2 separate regions of the Muntiacus reevesi genome follow, and region 1 is linked to region 2. The links are chromatin contacts, called in public Hi-C maps. All regions are on one chromosome and are shown on one strand. Each heading gives the region's core, a stretch centred on a gene start, on an enhancer-like site or on the middle of the called end of the contact. The rest is flanking DNA. Distances are from core to core; before and after follow the strand shown. Region 1 holds the start of CDKN2C (cyclin dependent kinase inhibitor 2C). Region 2 holds the start of RNF11 (ring finger protein 11).

Evidence for each region. A called contact is a pair of places that touch in the nucleus more often than the background predicts.
Region 1: a contact with region 2 is called in a Hi-C map of blood, with 2.2 times the contacts expected there. The contact joins the promoter of CDKN2C here to the promoter of RNF11 in region 2. A contact is called at or near these places in 2 of 3 Hi-C or Micro-C datasets (blood and muscle).

What each region holds. Positions count from the first base shown.
Region 1 is chr1:154,101,692-154,107,127 of mMunRee1.1, reverse strand. It overlaps CDKN2C (cyclin dependent kinase inhibitor 2C), which reads left to right and starts at 2,401. Exons shown (of 3, transcript XM_065913424.1): 1 at 2,401-3,589; 2 at 4,044-4,183. The coding sequence starts at 4,055.
Region 2 is chr1:153,851,458-153,857,079 of mMunRee1.1, reverse strand. RNF11 (ring finger protein 11) reads left to right here and starts at 1,882. Exons shown (of 3, transcript XM_065913423.1): 1 at 1,882-2,476. The coding sequence starts at 2,354.

The DNA of each region.
Region 1 (5,436 bases), core at 1,152-3,651, 250 kb before region 2:
GTCTTTCTATACTCCCTTTAAAATAAGTATGAGCTGCTGAAAAGAAAAAGATTTCCATGACTATTTGTATTTTATACCCAACTAAAAGGCTCTATTTCAGTGTTTGAGATATGTGCCATTATTGTGTTAAAAGACAAACTACTATTTTCAATATAGTAGATACTTAACTGTAAATCTTTCTTGTATACCATGTTAGAATATAAGCTTGCTGACCACAGAGATACTCACCTTTGAATCTATTTCAGTGAACTAGCAATCAACACGAGATTTTCACTGAGGGTCCTCTGTAGTCTTACTTATGCTTTATGAACTAAGATTGTAACTTCTGTACCTCTGTGCTGCCAGTTCTGGGTTATAAGATAAGCAAACAAAGCATATGCTTTAGGACACCAGCAAAGCCAAAGTGAAAAAAAAAAATTCCTTAAATTGTTTAATATTTCAGCAAAATCACTAAAGTAGTCAAGATGGGACAATTCAGAACCTTGTTGGACTTCTTCACATTTATTTTTTGGTCTTGTATTATTTTTATTTACACATTAGGTGAATTGGTGAGACATCAAAATCTTTTTAGTGCTTAAGATCTCCAAAAGTCTTAATCCAGCTCTGTAGGCATCTTAAATTACCCTGTTTTATTTCTTGTTATTTAGCAAAAAGAATTTTATTTCATGAAAATTATAACCCATGTATACCTACACTTTACATGAGTACAATTTAAGAATCTTCTTTATTACACTGTCTTCTCTTAGAAACCATAATAAATGCTAGACAGCAACTCTCATAAGTTGGACTAATGCCAGTTATCTTTTATCAGCCAACAATACTACTATATCATCACACCCTCCAGTTGTACTGAAGGATTACATACTAATTTCCCAGAATAATCAGAAGTAAATTACATTATTTATGGTATTTACTGGTTTATATGGAATCCTAAAAGTTCTATTTGAAATGTCTAAATACACGTAAGAAACAAGAGGAGTTAATTCCTTGTGTTGTAGTTCATGTTTGATTCACATTTCAAGTTTAGTTACCTAAGAAAATACCTCTGGTTATTTTTCTGTCAACAAGTCCGTTAAAGGAAACACCACCAGATTGTTGAAAGTTTGAACTCTCCCTCTACCTACCAGGCAATCTGTTGCTAATGACTCTCCAGATGTTGTTGGTGTGTTTCGTTGCTAATACTTACAGTGTATCTCAAGGAGCTCAGTATAGATGTTGCTTGAAAACATGCTTGCTAGAGGCCGGTAAAAATTAGACCACCTGTCACTTTTTGTTTGGTTTCATTTTGCCCACTAGGTGCATCATGCAACCGTGTTGGATATTTTTAAGAGCAAAAAGTATAGAAAGCAGTAATTAATCTTACACAGCTAAAAAAGGAAGTAAAAGTACAGAGACGTGGTGCCTCGGACGACTGAAATAAACATTAGGGAAGACACTGTTCTTTTACATTTAGACACCCCTCCCCCACCCCAAACAAGTCCCATGGAAAGTAGTCAGAGAGAACTTTGACAAAAACAAATGGCCTTGTTAGAAAACACTTCCCAAGACCTACTTAAAAAAAAATTTTTTTTTCCTTTAAAGTTAATTGCTTTTCTCCCTTTCCCCAAAGAAATGGAAATTTCCGTTTCAAGTCTCTGGAACATTAAGGCTTCAGAGTTCGTCGTGATTTCTTACCTACACCATGCCTTTAGTTTTCGTTACAATCAGTCTAGAAAAGACTTTTGCTTTTTCTGAGCACAGTTTTTTGCTGTCAGTCAGGTCTCTCCCTCCATCCCCGCGGCCACCTCGGCCCACCGCGGCCCTGGGCGTTGATCTGGCAGGTGCGAGGCCGAAGCGCTGGACTGAGAAAAGAAGGCCGAGTCTGCACAGAGCGCGCCGCGGAGGTGGCAGCGGCAGCAGTAGGCCTGGCCTCCCGAACTTCGAGAGCCTGGCCGGGGAGCGCTGAGGCGGGCGGCCTGCCCCGCCAAGGCCGGGGAAAGACTAGCTCCGCGCCAGCCTCCTCTCTGCCTTCCAACAGTCAGCGCCGCCGAGCCTCCGAGGCCCTGCGGCTCTCCGCACCCTTAATTAACAAGCCTCTTTCCCCCACCTCCACCCCCGCCGGCCTCAGGACAGCTCGGGGTTTCACGTCGCAGCCTCCATTCCGCCCGCCAGCCAAAGGAGGCCAAACCCGGCTTCGCCGGGCCGAAAGCCGCTCCAGCCCCGGCCTGGCCGCTGGGCTGGCGGGTGGGAGCCAGCGCAGGAGACAGCGAGGGAAGCCCAGAGCCGGCAGGCGGGAGAAAGGGCGCGGGGCGGGGGGCGGGGCGAAGCGGGCTGAGAGCTCGAGCGCCACCAGGGCGGAGGGCGGGGCGTGGGCGGCGCCCGGCCTTCCCGCTCCCGCGGTGCTGCAACTCCGCCGAGCCTCCTTAAAACTCTGCCGTTAAAATGGGGGCGGGTTTTTCAACTCAAAAAGCGCTCAATTTTTTTCTTTTCAAAAAAAGCTGATGAGGTCGGAAAAAAGGGAGAAGAAACCGGCACCGTCTCTGCAGCGGCAACAGAAGCAGCAATTGTTTGAGCGAAAAAAGAAGCGAGAGAGGGAAGGAAAAGACCAGAAAGGGGCACGACGCACAAGTGTCTGTAGGGGTGAAGGCAGCAGAGACCAGTGATTTGGGGGGGACAGCTACAAAAGAAACTGTCACTGGGAGCGCTGCGGCTCGGGAGGAAGCGGCGCTACCCGGCTAGGCTCCTGGGCACAGCTGGCTGGCGGCCGCTGCCCTATCGGCGGCACAGGCTGGGGGCACAGGCCAGGGGACTGCGAGAGGTTGGCGAAGTGGCACAGGGCGCCGAAGCCGTTGAGCTCTCGCCGAGGGCGGAACTGGCTGCGCCCTGGAATTGTGGCGACTCGCAATACTCGGGGCTTGGCCTGAGACTTCCTAGGACCCTCCCGACCTCTGGAGCCCTCAGAAAACCGGGAAAGGAAGGAAAAGAAGCGGCGGTCGCTCAATGAGCTTCTACATTAGGAAGTCTGAACTGGCTCGGTTGTAGGCGGGAAGTTACCGGTGGGCTGCCCCGTGCAGCCGCGATGCTGCAGCGCGCTGCCTCAGCAGCCGGGGCTCCATAGACACTTCCCGCATCTCTCTCCCCCTTCCTCACGCTGCTGGGCGTCCCAGGACCCGGTGGGGCCGGCATGACCGGCTTGCCGGGGGCCCGCCGCGCGCCCGGCCGTCTCCGGAGACGCGCGCCGAGCCTGGCTCCCACGGCCTCTCAGGCTCGGCAGGGCTGCGGTAGCCCGGCGGGCGGGCTCCGGAGCCCTCCCGCGCGGGGTTAGCCCGCAGCTCGGCCTGGACGCGGATTAAGACTCATCCGGACAATCGAAGTCCACGGAGGAGTCGTTACGACCTGTAACTTGGGGGCCACGGAACTGCTACTCTCGTCTGATTTTGGCGATCATCTTTAACCCCCGGAGCACATCAGCATCCAGCCACCGAGGCGCTCTCCCTGCAGCGGAGGACTCAAACTACCCCTTCGGCGAGACGGATGGAGACCGAGCCCCTCCGAGGACCTGCCCCTGCGGTACTGGCTCGCGCGGCTCAAGTCACTACTGTGAACGAGGGTGGGTTAATACCTTTTCTTCCCCTCAATGCCTCTTTTTCCACGGTATTTTCTGCCCTAACCTAGTCCCTTAAATCTCCGCATACATTCCTCCCGGAGATCTGTAGTGTAGGTACGTGCCTGCTCTGCCTACATTTTACGTCCAGAGTAATTTACCAGGAATATATGTGTGTCTGTCTATCTCTCAGTTTAATCACCAGAATTCTTCATAGGGGTTAAGCTAAAAAGCGAGGAGCGGAGCCCCTCTCCAATGGCTCAGTTTTGCTGAATAATCACGTGTGAATCGAGGGGCGGGCTTTTGGCAGGCAGATCTTACTAGTATTTACTACCAAGCTCTACTCCAGATTAACCATCCCAGTCCTTCTGTCAGTCTCCGATGCCATCATGCAGCCTGGTTAGGAGCGAAGGAAAGGGGAAAAAGAAAAACAACTAATTCATCTTTTCCCGATCGTCAGGACCCTAAAGAATGGCCGAGCCTTGGGGGAACGAGTTGGCGTCCGCGGCTGCCAGGGGGGACCTAGAGCAACTCACTAGTTTGTTGCAAAATAATGTAAACGTCAATGCACAAAATGGATTTGGAAGGACTGCGCTGCAGGTTGGTATCCAGAGAGGTGGGGGAAACAGGTCAACAACGTTGCCTACGTGACCCGGGTTTCTAGAATAATAGCTTTCAAGCTTTCAGGGGTACTAAATTTCACTGTTTTTAAAACTAGTTGGTTGCCATATTTTATATCTTTAAGTGGATCCAACTCCCCAAAATGACGTACTTTGAACAAACTCGTCAAATCCAGTAACATCCTCTATATCAAGTGGGTTCCAGGTTTGGTCTTAATTTTTGGAATGTTTTTGTGACTGTGGGGATTGTGTACCAGTCGTAGCAGCGCCGAGTTTTTTGGTTTTTTTTTTTTTTTAGACAGTTCTGTAAACACGTTATTATGATTATTATTTGAAGTAAATACACTGCTATTAGTGGTTTCCGTACTTTGCTCCAATAATTGACTTTAACGTTAATTTTCTTGACTACTGGCGAGGGTATTTTTCCTTCAAATGCTTCAGGGTTTGACAAACGACCTTTCCTCGTTTGGAATGGGTGGCCTGGGCACGGGCACAGGATGTACATTTCACAGTTAATATAATACCGTCCACCCATTCGGGATTGAGGAGGAATAAAAAGTTGAATTTTCTAATCAGAGCTCAGTTTATAGTGTTTTTGTCTCTGCGGTCTTACCGTGGTATGTTCTAATTTTTAGTAATTAGATTTACAGGCAACAAATGAAACATGTCCAGCTGCCAAGTATTGTACCTGATAACTTTTTTCTTCCTCTGAACATTATCATGTAACTTGGTTGAAAGGCTTAGAAACAGAAAAATGGCAAAGTAGTCTGAAACAGTTGCTTTATCTGAGTTCTGATGATATTCTTATGAGCAGTTCGTGTTTGAAATGCAACACTTAAAGCTGTTTTTGAAAATCCACTGGGGAGAGGGTTTTTAGAGTGCTTTGTTTTTAATTGCAAGAATTAGAAATTTAAGTGACAGTAGATGTACTACTAACAGACGAAGTCCATACACCCTGTATATTTTAAATCAGAATATACTGACTTTGCAAAAATTTCAGTATTAAGGAAGCTTATAGATAGACACTAAATTATTTATCTTGTTATTTCAGGTATATTACGTGGGGAAAGGATTTTTTTTCTTTTTTCACCTCGTAGTTTTTAACAGGTATTGTGATGATAGCAATGTCACAAATTTAATATATTGAAATTTTTCCTATTGAACATTCAAAATATTATATAAATCTCACAAAGAATGAGCCACTTAACCCTGTAAGAATAGGATCTTGCAGGA
Region 2 (5,622 bases), core at 633-3,132:
TGTCATGCTAAATTTCTGAACCGCAAGTCTATGAATGCTCTCTGATTACATTTTTCATGGCAGTAGTGTGGAGACTGTATTGATGGTACAGAGGCAAGGGCTTCATTAAGAATTTGTCACAACAGTTCAGAGGGGACCAGGAAAATGGCAATAAGAGAAAAGAGGAAAATACCTGAAAATTTCCTTCCAAATGATCCAATAATTTTATTTGTCCAAGCCAGAGAATTAAGCGATGATTTTTGGGGATGTGTGAAAGATCCTGATAACAAACATGGCATTACAGATACACCTATTCAGGTGTAAGCCATTAACAGGAAGAAAGGCAAGTCTTGGAAAAGAGGAAAAATAGCAAAATGGTTACATTTAATGTGTGATGAGTGTATTCAAATAAAATATGTGATTTTACAGAACAGGGACTTCAAAGTTACAGCACTTAGGACATGCCATTTTAACACAGTTCTGCTTCCAAGAAACCTTTCTGATCCTCATCCGATGCTCTAATTACTCCCTCCTCTGCCCTCTAGAAACCTGTTGTGGGGGTGGCAGAAGACCTCACTGTTTACATATCTTCCTAGCTGGGATTCTGGGGTCCATCAAGAATAAGCCAGGATCCTTAGTGCCTAATATAGGATCTGGTAGGAAAAAAAAAAAAAAATTAGTAAATGAAGAATGAAAAAAAGACAGTCAAGACCCTCTTTTCCCTTTACTGAATGAATGTTAGAACATCCTCATCTTTCTTATTTCCTCCCTTTACATACATTGCCTCTTGAGCTCTTTGTTATTTCAGTTAAGAAGAAAGCCTACTCTGCCTCCGGCAACGTGCCAGGCCTTGCACAGAGGAGGGGCAGACTATTCAGCTTGATCTGGCTGTGCCAGAGACTCACAGGGACTCAGGGACTGAGAGCACAGAAGAGGCAACTAACCCAGACTGGAGAGTTAGAGGACAGGCTTCCCAGTGGAATCAGAGTTGAGTCCAGGAAGGACAAGTGGGAATATAGTTTGATGGAAGGTGTAAGGTCAGGAGCGGGGAGAAGTGAGTTTATGTCAGAGAAACATTATGGGTAAAGGCCTCAGCTAGAGGGAATAGTCTTATAGATAACTGAAAACTAGACATCCTAGTTTTAGACATCCTAGAGTTTAGAATATGTGAGGAAGCAAGGCCACAAATGAGACTGGGGAGGTAGCCAGATTTGTAAACCATTTAAGAAGTAATACTTCAGTCATAAAAGTATTGGGAAGTTTTTAATGAATGTTTTAAAACGCTTAAATTCCTCCTACAGGAATGACATGATCAGATTTACATTTTAAAAAGGTAACTGTACAAATAGTAAATTGAATGGGGACAATGGTGAACGCAGGGGAAATAGTTCAAAGTATTACAGCAGAGAAATGACGGTAGCTTGTACTATGGTGGTGAGAATAGAAATAAATAGAATAATAGGTAGAAGAATTCTTACGACTGTGATGTAGGAGGATTGGGAAGTGATTGGGGAGGTGGTGAGTCTGGACTTTTCTTCTGAAGGGATAGACCCTTTAATATTTTAATCATGGGAGTGATCCATTCAGATATGGGTTTAAAAATAGATTACTTGGCAGATGGTGAGAAGACTGTCAAAACAACGCACAGGTAAGAGCTGAGACAAGCGAAGAGGGAGCAGTTGGCGTGGGGAGGAACCGAAGACCCGAAAGAGGTATCGGAATCGCGTCCCAGGCAGTCAGAGAAGCAGAAACTGACGCAGCCCCAGAAACAGCTGCGGGGAACGGGGGAGGGGCGGAGGGTGGCAAAGGAGCCGGGAGCGCAGCCGGAGCTACCCACGCCTCCCAGCGCCGGGGGCGGGACCAGGGCACGCACGGCGGCGTGACGCAGGCCCGCAGCTGGCCTCGTTCTGGCCGCCGCCGCCGCTGCGAAGCGGAGTAGGATGAGGCCCGCGGCTGCGGCTCCGGCGTCGGCGGGGCCAGCAGCAGCAGCTGAGGCAGCAGCTGAGGGAGCCGCGACGGCCGCGCCCCCCCCTCCTGACCTGGATTAGGCCCAGCAGCTCCGTGGCCGCCGCCGCCCCGCGGGGGGGCGGGGTGGGGAAGTGCCTCGTCTCCCCGCCCCCCCCCCCCCTGCCGCCGCCTCAGAGGAGGCAACCGCCGCGACCCCGGGAAACCCGCGGCCCAGCCTTAAGCCCCCAGCCCCAGGGACTGGCATGAGCTGCCCTTCGGCGGCGCCGGGGGCCGGGGGAGCCGCTGCCGCCTGAACCCCGGCCTGCCGCCCGACCCCACCTCGCTGACCGAGGCTGACCGCGGAGCGTGCGAACGACCCCGCCACTGCTTTTTTCCTCCCCCAGATCACACACCCCAGCCCCGGAAGATGGGGAACTGCCTCAAGTCCCCCACTTCGGATGACATCTCCCTGCTTCACGAGTCTCAGTCCGACCGGGCCAGCTTTGGCGAGGGGACGGAGCCGGATCAGGAGCCGCCGCCGCCATATCAGGTAGGGGAGGGTGTGTGTTGGGGAAGGGGGGTGCGAGGACTAGAGGCGGCTCTGGCGGAGATTGTGGGGGCTTCGGGGCTGTCTGTCACTGTCCCTGGCCTCGGCAACACCTGGCCTGGGAGGCACTGACCCCCCTTAGGGCTGGGTTTAAGTGTGATTGCTCCCATCGTCAGTTTAGGGGGAATCCTTCACCTCCTTTCGAGCAGTGTGGGGATGGTACTTCTGTCCTTGGAGTTCTGGGATTCGAATGTGTTTATATCCCCTTGACCAGTGACTGGTGGCTAGATTGTGGAGTTCGGAAGTGATGTTTTCTTGCCTTTATATTTGAATTGTGAGATTCGAAGATGATTTCCTCATCACCGGCTGGATTATGGGTTCCGGATAAGTGGTTAACCTCCCCCCGCCCCCACCCCCCCACCCCCCCCACCCTCCGCCACACATACACCCCATTTATACTTTCAAGTGTGATCCTCCTCTCCTCCCTCTCGTCTGTCTGTATTCATTGAATTTAGTAGGCGTTCATTTCTTCCTGTGCTTGGGAGATTTTCAAGTAGTGATTTTGGTTCCAACAACATGGAGTTGCTTCTTTATATATATATGTGTGCGTGTTTATATTAATTGTAGGACACAGCTTAGCGACTGAACAGCAACAACAGTATTAATTCTGAACCCCTCCTCTTTTTGCTCCACCCCTGTGACACACCTTTTAAACGCGCTGATTTAAGAGAGCTTGATTATCTTGAACTTTGGAAACCTTTAAACCTTACTTGAGAAATACCTTCTGTTACTCACGGTTCTCCCTGTGTATCAAAGACTTGTCTTCTAAGTAGCTTCACTGCTTTTTGTACAGCAATCAGCAGCTCCAGATGTCTTTACATAATTTGTAAAGAGCTGAAGACCTCTTTAGAAAACTCAAAATAGATATGTAGATGTTATAATCCATAATATATATATAAACCTTTCCTCTACTTTTTCAAGATGTTGATTAAAAACTTCACCAGAAGGACTTGGATAGTTAAGTGGCTTAATTTTTTTTTCCTGATTGGGGTTTAATTTTCTAACTGGGCAGTCTTCTTTGTTGTTTCATGTGGTGACATCATTAGTGTTATTCTTTTCTCATTCCTATGTAAATCAGTGTCTCACCACACCAGAAAAACCTGATTACAAATGCTGGTTTTCTGAGTAAAACCCATCAGGGGCCTTTGATATATGCCGGTAAAGTCCTGTCTTTTCATGTGGCATACGGAAGACTCCGTGATTTATCCCTCATATTCATATTCCAGGCCTGTCAAACACAACAGCTTGTTCACACCTCTCTTCTTAGCTCCAGTTGCTTTCTCTGGAACCCTTCCCCCAAGGTCAGCAGGTGAGCTTGTAATCCTCTTTGAGGACTCAGCTGAGCTGTATCTGAAGTTCCTAAATTCCCCTCCCTCTCTCCCTGAATCCATCACTCCCTGCTTTGTGTCCCCCATGAAGGAAGTGTCCGCACTTTCAAAAGCAACACATATAACACTTCTACGTTGTCCTTGTTAAGTTAGATGTGTGTCTCATTCTTGAGGCATTTCCCTCCTTCTCCAGTATATGCAGGTAGGAACTCTGTTTCCTGTTTGTTGTATCCACAACATCTGGCTTCATAGTAGTTGCTCAGTAACTGGAAGAAGGGAAAACTCTTAAGCCCTTGAGAACAGGGACTACCCCCAGTGCTTAGTGCAGTTTCTGGCACATAAACACTTAAATGTTGAGTTAATTAATGAATTTGAATTGAGTATTGCTATGTAAGTTTACACACCCATTTCTTCCAAAAAATTGTCACAGGAGAAGTCTCTAAAAATCCAAGCCAAATCTAAGTGCTTTCCTGAGTCTTTGAAGCAAGTAAATTGTTTCACTCTTACTTTCCTTCAAATTTCACTCTTGATTTCCTTCATAAATGTTATAGGACAGTATGCTTATTTCCATTTCATGAAAAAAATTTTAGAGGTATGAGTTTTTATTTCAAAATCTCCTATATTCCTTAGTCCTCTTCTAAGCAGTTAAAATACCTTCAACTTACTACTCTTTCTCTTATATACATGTATATCTTATACATTGTTAAGAATAACTTCTTTAGAATTTATAGAGATTGTATTCAATATTTGCCTTTTCCAGGAGGATAAGATAATAGAGTTTTTTTGGTATCATGTAGGAATGTTTTTTTGGACATGTTATTTGTGACAGTGAGAGTTTTTCATGGTTGCCCTTTCCTGAAATGAAAACCCAGATACTGCTAGGCAACTTTGGTATTAATTTGAAGAAAGTAATTTCTTTAAAGATAGAAGTATAAAAAGAGAAGCTTTTGTAGAAATTTGTCTTACCTGAAGGAACTGAAATGTTTTAGGAATGTGAAATGTGTTAGGAATGTAAAATTCAGATCGTCTGAGAAACACCAATCCAAGATAAATAAATAATTTATACTTTTAATGAACTGAAGTAACTTATTTTTTCTTCAAAAATAGTATATAATTGACAGCTATAGAAATACTGACTTATTTCTTTAAAGAATAATTTCAGCTACAAAAGGATATTTTAAAAATTCAGAGAATAACTGATTGTAAAGGAACACATTTGGTATTCTGCAGTGAGTAGTTAAAAGATGTGTGTACATGTATATGCCAAGAGCTCTATAATAAACTTCAATAAGATCCAGTTATTTCCCATTAGCAGGATCTGAGATTTGTTTTATCTATTTATGCTTGAAAGTAAGCATAAACAAATTGTGGTCAAGTTTATGGAAAATACGTATTTGTCTTCTGGGTTTCTTTTGTAGCCTCCTCACTGGTCTCCCTGCTTTCACCCTTGCTTTCCCTTTAATCCATGTTTAATCTGTCATCCAGATTGTTTCTGGTGAAACAGATCATGACACTCTACCAAACTTTCTGTGAATCCTCATTTCATTCAAAGTAAAATCCAGATTCCTTAGTGTCCCGTAAACCCTACATGATCTACACTCTCTGCCCGCAAACATAGTTCTCTTTATACCTACTACTGCTCTGCCCTTGGCTGGCTTCTCTTTAACCTCTCTGGCCTCTTTGTTCTAGGATACACCAGAACCTTTGCCCTGGTTGATTCTGTGCCTTTAGTACTTTCCCCCCAAGTGTCAGCATGGCTGA